Linked DNA regions of Oryctolagus cuniculus: region 1 is linked to region 2. The links are chromatin contacts, called in public Micro-C maps. All regions are on one chromosome and are shown on one strand. The core of a region is the stretch at or near the end of the contact, and the rest is flanking DNA. Distances in the headings are between cores, read along the strand shown.

What was found. Hi-C and Micro-C count contacts between places; a contact is called where the count stands out from the background.
Region 1: a contact with region 2 is called in a Micro-C map of ear pinna, with 2.8 times the contacts expected there. The contact joins two enhancer-like sites. A contact is called at or near these places in 2 of 6 Hi-C or Micro-C datasets (ear pinna and psoas muscle).

What each region holds. Positions count from the first base shown.
Region 1 is chr4:90,667,212-90,671,783 of mOryCun1.1, reverse strand. No RefSeq gene overlaps it. Among named protein-coding and RNA genes, the nearest start is that of TPRG1, 210 kb to the right of the region's middle. Within about 2 kb of position 2,068, at least 2 of the 8 cell types and tissues checked have an H3K27ac peak or open chromatin away from gene starts, as enhancers often do. A contact at or near this core is called in ear pinna, where this site is marked.
Region 2 is chr4:90,538,992-90,543,257 of mOryCun1.1, reverse strand. No RefSeq gene overlaps it. Among named protein-coding and RNA genes, the nearest start is that of TPRG1, 83 kb to the right of the region's middle. Within about 2 kb of position 2,112, at least 2 of the 8 cell types and tissues checked have an H3K27ac peak or open chromatin away from gene starts, as enhancers often do. A contact at or near this core is called in ear pinna, where this site is marked.

The DNA of each region.
Region 1 (4,572 bases), core at 819-3,318, 130 kb before region 2:
CTCTTGGGGTGCACATTAGCAGGAAGCTGCAGTTCAGAGTAGAGCCAGGACTTGAACTCAGACACTCTGATATGAGATGCAGGTGCCCCAAGCAGTGTCTTAACTGCTAGGCCAAATGCACATCCCATGTACTATTGATTTTTACACCTCCTGATGACTTGCAGGGGGACATCTTTGTTTTCACCCCGGGCTTCATTACACCATATGCATTTATTTACCCATATGCTCATTCATTCAATACACATGTTGATTCAATCATTTCTACATGCTGTTCACATAGCAAGTGCTATGGATGCAGAAGTGGAGAAGTCAATAAAAAAATTGCACCTGCTCTAATAGAGGAAGATGTTCATAAAAAATTAGTTATCAAACAGCATGCTTAGTGTGACCATAGTGTAAGTCACAGGTTTCTTTCTTTCTTCCAATTCAGGATGATGTTACCACATTCACTTGTCTGATTATGTCACTTTTCTTCTCAAATGCCATCAGTGCCTCTCACTATTTCCTACTTAGGTTATCCATACATTCATTTATTCTGTATTCCTCATCATATATTTTTGTGTCTTTCCTTTGCACCTTGGGCTCTACTGTCTCCATGACCTTCTAACATGGCATCTGCTTTCTGCTGTGCTCTCCTCTCTTCTCATGTCACTATCCCCAGCCTTTGCCACTTGGCTAATTAAAAAGACATTTTGACTAGTACAGATGCCAACACTTCTGAGAGATCCTCCAGCCTTTACAGGAGCCTTTTGTAGCATGCCCACCAGCTTCTCCATCCCACCCAGTAGGTAATTGTTCACTCTTCATCTCCCTAGGACAGCATCACAGCATTTGGAAATGTTTCCTCTGGCTGTGAGATCTTGGTCCCGTGACACCAGCCTTGACCTAAGCATGGTGTGAGCAGCAAGTGTTCCTTGAGTGAAATCCTGTTTTCCCTACCACAGTGTTTGACTTGGTGGCCCTATCTGGTCCTTGTTTGCCCTTGCCTGGTCTAAGCTGCTATTAACTTGGGCTCCTTGGGTTCTATTGGATTGTATGAGATTTAGAGTCTGCAGAAGAGAGTCTGCATAGAACCATTGATTATGCGACTTAGAATAAAAGGGCAGAACATTATAAGACACGACCGCAGCACCTTCATAAGGAGTATTACATTCTCTGGCTCTTCTTCCTCTTTGTCCAATTTGCAGGTGGAAAAGACAAGGTTTAAAGAACTGTGTCTTGTACACAATTGGAAAAGGTGAATGGGATATTAGAAATCATGTTATGAATACAAATTTCTATCGCACGACTGGAATGAAAATTGGTTCCTGGTGTGATGTTTTGTCCCATTAGTTTTGATTAACTTCAGATTTAGTACCCTCTCACCCCACCCTTTTTCAAAAAAAACACCAAAACCCCAGCATTCCTGTGAATGCTGAGTGTCCACTGTAGAATCATTGTGCAGCTTCTGTGAGCAACCCAGAGCTATTGAGCAATACCTAGCTGCAGCTGGACCGAAGATGGGTCTGAGTTCTGAGAAAGACTGCACACGCTCCCTGTTGGAAAGACAGACATCATTTCGGGAAATATTCAATAAAATGTTTTTGAGACACAGAGTCCCATTCATGGCAGGGGGAAGGGATGGGAGAGGACTGTTTTGTCTCGTAAGACTTGGCTCAGCCTGGAAGGTTGCTATTTAATGCAATCCAGAACTGATTATTTTGTTGATCGTGTTTCAAAACTCTTGCCCTTTAAACAAGTTCCCGAGTAAATTGAGTGCAATTGTGGGACGTTTAACTTTTTTTTTTAAAGTCTTATTATATTTTGTGATTTGAGGGAGAGGATGACAGGAGAGGGTGAATGGAAACCTGCCCGAGGACCAAAAAATCAAAGAGGGTGGGGAGGAGGATGAATACAGCAAAGAAAGACTAAAACTCTGGGTCGGAAACTCTTGCTGAATGAGTCATCCCACAGAACAAATAAAAACTCGCTCATCACCCGGTCTCCCTTCTCTGCACTGAGAGAGGCAAACAGTGGGGCCCTGGAAAAACATCAGCAGCTTCTTGTAGCATCTGTAGGTGGGGAAGGTTTCCAAGCCACAGAGAGGGCTGTGAACGCAGTTACCGGGGCTCCAGGCTTTCTCAGCCAACTAGGAAGGTCCTCCAAATTGGCCTTGGAAAAACATACTTACTGAAGGAACACATATTGTAAGCTCTCCCTGTGTGTTTGGGTTCAGAGCTTTTTTTTTTTTTTTTAAAGAAACGAATACATTGCTTTCCAGTTTTCCATGAAAAGAGTCTGAATGTTCTGAGAGTTGCAGAGATGGACTCCTTAGGGTGGGGTTTGTAAGGCTGTAGAGAGGCCTGAAGCTTTGTCCCTCCTTAGTGAACCAAGGTCATCCACATAGTACAATCCTCTTCACACGAACAAGCCCAAGGGGGAAAGCATTCTTGCCACTCCTTTCAGTGAAGATTGCAATTAGCATTTTTATGAAGAACATAAACTCTCTGTGTATCAAAGATTCACTTTTATTACTCTGAAACTGGCTCGAATAAGCATCCCGCAAATGTTTGGCTTGTTCCCTTTCAGGAGGAGGCCAATTAAAACACGGGCTGCCTAACTGCCAGGCCCTACCCACCCTTCCGTGGGGCAGCAACAATACTGGCGAGGTAGCGTCGGCGCCCTCCAAAGTGGCTTTTCAGTTATTGGGCACCTGGAAGGAAAAATAATGATTTCTTGGCTCTCATCACAAAAACAAACACACAAAAAGACAAGGCAGGAAACAAAAACAAAAACAACTCAAGGATTATTTTACTTAATCTCTCCTCATTCCAGTTGTGAACTGCTTGGTTCAGACAGATGATGATTTAACTTGCCACCTATTGTGCCAGCTATTCTCCCGTCCCTGGAACCCCCGGACTCATGGGAAAGGAGCAGTGTCCCATGACCATGGCGCCAGGGTGCTTTTACAAGCTGTGATTACCTTCTGGAAGGCAGCCCTAGCTGGTGGGCTCCTCCCTGGAGCAGAGACTCCCAACTGTACCATCCCCTGTGGCTCCCAACTCACCACGCCGTTTGATGTAGTTTCTTCAGGTATTGTTTGATATGAGCAGTCCTTTTCCTATCTGAGGAGGAGTGTCTATAGTGGCACAGGGCAGAAAGAGGCAAGCACAGTGTCTGGCTGCTTTTGGAGCCAGGGGCCACAGGCCAGGATTTACCTCACTTATTTGGTTCTCCTTGTCAGCCAAATGAGTCTTGCAAAAATATTTAGTCTCCATACCCACAATAAACAATCTTGCTCAAGTTCAAGACTCAATTTCCCTTTCACTGGAGGTGGCAGCACGTACCCATACATAGATGATGCTCCATAAATGTTTCCTGAATGAAGGAATTAATATGCTAGGGTGTTGGGAGAGAGAACCTTCTGCCAACTGACTTTCGATACAATTTAAAAGTATTTTCCTAGTGTGCCTCTATCTGTTTCCATCCACTTTCCTGATGTGATGAAATTCATTCTTCAGATTGCTGTACTTCTATTACCTCTTACAATGAGTCTTCCAGATTTCAGACAGAGAAATGGAGTGATTTAATATGAAAACAGTTAATGGCAATACTTGGAGATGTAACAATGTTGATTCTTTTGGCTGCAAATGGTAGAGTACAAAAATAATTCAAACAACTGAGTTTTATTAATAAAACAAGATGTCCAGAGGTTAGCTGTTCTGGGGTTGGTTCAGTAACTCATCTGTGTCAAAAGTAAAGATCAGTGTCCCTGAAAATTTCTTTTTCTTTCCCTTGTAGTTTCAAGACCGCTAATACAGTTGCAACTATCTTTTTAGAGTAATGTGTAAAGCAAGCAAAGGCTTTTTTTCAAAAAATTTTTTATTTATTTGAGAGGTAGAACTACAGACAGTGAGAGGGAGAAACAGAGAGAAAGGTCTTCCTTCTGATGGTTCACTCCCCAGATGGTCGCAATGGCTGGAGCTGTGCTGATCCGAAGCCAGGAGCCAGGAGCTTCTTCCTGATCTCCCATGCAGGTGCAGGGGCCTAAGCATTTGAGCCATCTTCTGCTACTTTCCCAGGCCATAGCAGAGAGCTGGGTTGGAAGAGGAGCAGCTGGGACTCGAACTGGCTCCCATATGGGATGCTGGCATTGAAGGTGGAGGATTAACCTACTGCGCCATGGTGCCGGCCATGCAAAGACCTTTTTTTTTTTTTTTTTTTTTTTTTTTTTTTTTTTTAATAGAACTAAAAGATTTTCCCTCATATCTCATTTTCCATAGGTTGGTTGTATGTGGGATAAAAGCACGTTGCCACAACTGACTACACCTGTTGCATTTGTTTGCTAGGACTGCCGAACAACCCCAGACTTAAATGACAGGATGAGTCTGCATGGCGGCAGTGTAATATCATGATAAAGGCAGGGCTTTCTTCTTCTGACCTCTCTCTCCTTGGCTTATAGATGACTGTGTTCTCCCTGGTGTCTTCTCGTGGCCTTTTCTCTTGGTGTGTCTGTGCCTGATCTCACCTTCCTGTAACAGCACCAGTCCTATTGATTTCGGGTCCATCCTGGTGACTTCATTTAAATTTGAT
Region 2 (4,266 bases), core at 863-3,362:
CAGGCGGCGCCTTTACCTGCTATGCCACATAGCAGGTCCCTATCATGCATTTTAAATGGATACTTTTCTCATGAATGGTTTTGTAACATTATGCACTGGTCAGTTGGAAAGTATTCCTTCACTGAATTCTACCAGTCCTTGGCACATTTTATTTCAAAACGAAAATTTCACATATTTCAAGACATCATCAATCTAATCAACAAGTTTTAAGATTGGGAAGCTGTTAAATTCATGGTGCTGAATACATCTTTTCTGGCATTCCGATTTTTAATGGACTGCTTGAGGTTTTTGATTGTCAAAAGGTATTCCTGGTTTTGCCCTTGAAGTGGCAGCTTATACTGCATATTACTGAGAAAATATTTTGGACATATCCAGGTTTAAATAACCACAGCTGGTCTCTCAGTTGTTCCCAATTAATATGGTGATTCATTAAAAAAAGTGGTTGATTTGGTTTCTATTGCAAAACTACTTTTTATTGAAATAAGTATTGTTCTTCAATATACAGCAGAGGTCCTTTATGCACATTTCCTGTTTGTCATGGAATGTAAAAAGTTATGTAGCCCACTTCTAAATTTAATCAACAATGACTTTTGACTGCTCTTTTAAAGGCATTCTAAAGGCAAACTTCCGTTTTTTTAAACTTTTGTTCATGGCAGTGAAAAAATACAGTGTGATTTGGCTTCACTGCCTCGATGCGTTCATTCTAAAGCCTCAGCAGTTTTACGTGCCACCATTTTTGCAATCATCAGTGCAGCATTATAGTGCAAAGGAAAATAGTATCCGAACATTATTTTGAAAGTAATTTTGACATTGCAGATCCCTGAAAGGGTCTAAGCCATTCTCAGGGGGGTATTTGGAGCACTCATTAGGAGCCTCTGATCTCCGGAAGTGGTTTCTGGGATTTGCTCCTTTCTTTCTGTAGGCGTCTTTTCTTTACTAGGGGTAAAACGGCCCATTTGTGCTAAATACATATTGAAAATGTGAAGACAGAGACAGGGTTTTCTCTTTTATGTCACTGCTTTCTGCAATCTCATTCCATCCTTGCTTTAGCACTTGTGTCTTTTGATTCAGCAACAGCCAGTGCCCTCTTCAGGGGGCCACAGAGCTGAAGACCCATCAATATACAGAGCAGGCGAGGCTCAGTGCAAAAATGAAGAGAATTGGGGGGAGAAAGTACTAGAGGAAATCAAGTGAGAAGGGAAAGACTGCGAGAAGAGCAAGGAACTAAGGGGAAAAGAGCTGGAAGGGGAAAAACGAAGAAAAACGAGGGACAATAAAGGTAAAGACAAAGGGCCAGGGGCCTCTGGCGGAAGGGCCCCTGTGTCGTCTGCAAGGGAGGCTGGGAGCTGTGAGATCTGGGTTCTACAGGAATGCACCCAGCTTTGATCTTTGCAGGAGGCAACATCCTCTCCCGGCCTCACATTCTCCTTTCTGCCAATTGCAAGGCAGAGAGGCAAGATACCGTAGTGGAAGCAGACAAGCCTTCCACAGATGAGCTTCCTGAGTCCCTGCACCCCGCAAACCGTGGGCAGAATCATGTGTGGCCATGGGCTTTTTCCCAGGGTCGGGAGCGGTTTGTTTTTGTCTATTACCAAAAGGTCTCTTTACCAAACTGGATGAAGAACCACTGGCTTGGATGGTTTATGATCTTTTCTAGCCCTGAAACTTTATGATTCTTGTGTGGAAGGGGACCCTTGTAAACTGATATTAAAATAGTTTCCCAGCGTTAGGATTTCACATTCACTGCCTTTGACCCTGAGTGAATCTCAAGATGAAGTCTCTGGCCTCAATAACAATATGTGTTTTTTCCTATGCTGGAAACAAATGGAACAGCAATTCCTGGGGACAGGTGGGGGGATCGCTGTCTCTGGGGACAACAGAGCACAGCTGCTGGCCATGATGTGCATGCAAACAGAAGTGGTTGTACCCTGCATGCCAGAGTCACAGCTCCTCTGGTCTCAGCTTGTTGACTTGGTCCCAGAGAAGGAACAAAGCTGGCCAAGTCCAATGAATGGCCGGCAGTGGAAAACCGGCGCTGATGTCTGCTGGCAGGCAAGGCGGCCGACACCACATTCGGTCAGCTCCCGCCCCTCACCCCGCAGTGGCGCTCTCCCTCCCCCGCCACGGCTGGCTTTGGCAGGCGCTGCCAGGCCGGAGAATGCAGGAAGTTTTGGGTCACAGTGACCTCTAGTTGCTGATGCCAGATGAAATATGCCCTGGAGGTTCTCCAGGGTCACATGGTGTGTGGAGCAAGAGAAGGCAGGGCTGCTCTTGAGCTGACAAAGTGGATTTTGGCTCCAAAATGGCAGCCCTTGGGGAATAGGAGGGATTGTGGGTGGGAAGAGGGAAGGGCAGGCTAGGCAGTGGCGTGAGAATGGGCAAAAGGGAGAATCAATCTTACTTTTTCATCCCTTGCAGCCTTCCAAGAAGCTGCCTGCTTTCTGAGGTGGAGGCACACCTTCAAATCCATGGCCAAGAAATCTGGGGAGAAGTTTCTGTCACGGGGGAGGGGATGAATTCCAGCTCCATGAATGCTGAGCCTCATAGCTGGATAAAGGCTGTGCAGTAACTGGAGCTTTACTTAGAGCCCCTGAGTAGCTCAACATTCAGAAAGAAAGTCCACCTTGGACGCTCAGGGCAAGGGCTGCAACCTCCAGACTTTGCCCCTCATTGCTCTGGGAAAGCCGTTTACGCTGTTCTGCATGTCGGGCTATCTAGTTCTGCTCCTTTCAACCCCAGACTCCTAGAGGAGGCTCAGCTGTTCCCAAGTGCAGTCTCTGCCAGAAGTCCAATGGTGGACGCTAACGATTGTCCCACCTAGGTCCATGGTCCTTCAATATAATCCCTAAGCCTTGGTCTAGGCAGGAAGAAGGGGTTTGGCAACATTCAAGTTTAAGGATCAGGATCAGAGCCTGAAATGAAAACAGATGAGAAGAAGCAGCCAAGTCAAAAACAAGATCCAGCTGGAGGAGGCCCGATAAGCCGGCTGACTACAGGCTTGAAAGAGAGGTCAGGCCCCAGGAGCAGCGCTGGAGCGGCAAGGGCTGTTTTCGCAAGGGAGGACAACGCATGTGGGGTGGGTGGGCTCTGGTCTACTCACAGCAGCTTCATGCGGCAAGATGAGGCATTGCAGTTTCCTCCTCATTCCCCACTGAAGGCCAAATTAGCACTGCTACCTTAAAATAGAGATAGGAAGGGTAGGTCTGAGAATCTACAGGAAAGGTATCTTTTGGAAAATGAAAGATGCTATTTGAGAGCCAGCTGCAATCTCACCTCCAAGAATCCTTGCCGATTCACTCTCCGTGGTTCTTGGCTCCCTGTCTCAACCCCACACTGTATTTTGGATTTAGTGTATTTCTTTTTTTTTTTTTTTTTTTGACAGGCGGAGTGGACAGTGAGAGAGAGAGACAGAGAGAAAGGTCTTCCTTTGCCGTTGGTTCACCCTCCAATGGCCGCCGCGGCCGGCACGCTGCGGCCGGCACACCGCGCTGTTCCGATGGCAGGAGCCAGGAGCCAGGTGCTTTTCCTGGTCTCCCATGGGGTGCAGGGCCCAAGCACCTGGGCCATCCTCCACTGCACTCCCTGGCCACAGCAGAGAGCTGGCCTGGAAGAGGGGCAACCGGGACAGAATCCGGCGCCCCGACCGGGACTAGAACCCGGTGTGCCGGCGCCGCTAGGCGAAGGATTAGCCTAGTGAGCCGCGGCGCCGGCCCTAGTGTATTTATTAAACTGTCTTATAATGAACCATTTGGTAGTGGTGTTGAGTCTCGGTGAGTGTCTAAGTTTATAGTGTTGGCAAATACTAACTCAGTTGCTGTCAATAATGACCCTCGGACGCTTACTGATCGCTTGCTGTCTTTAGAGGTACCCGATGCACAAAGCACGGACCTTCACTCCATCAGATTAGGATTAGAATAGAAGCCTTGTCACAGGCGGACTGTGTGAACTTGGACAGCTTGCTTGACCAGTTCAGGCAGCAGCTGGCACCACCAAGAGACATCTGTGCTCTCTCATCCTTGAGTGGAGCCCCTGTGACTTCCACCACAAGCTAAGATTTTGGGAAAAGAAAATCCTGCCCTGCACACTCAGAAAGGGATGGTTTTGGAGGCAGCATATTTTCACAACATGCTGTTTGGAATCCTGAGCAAAAGCCATGGTTTTCTAGCACCAAAACAACTTTATTCCAAAGTTTTATTTATTTTCTTCTTATTATTTTTAAAATTTGAAGGCTGTGTTCTCTGCCAGGCTTCACATCTCAGCCTTTTT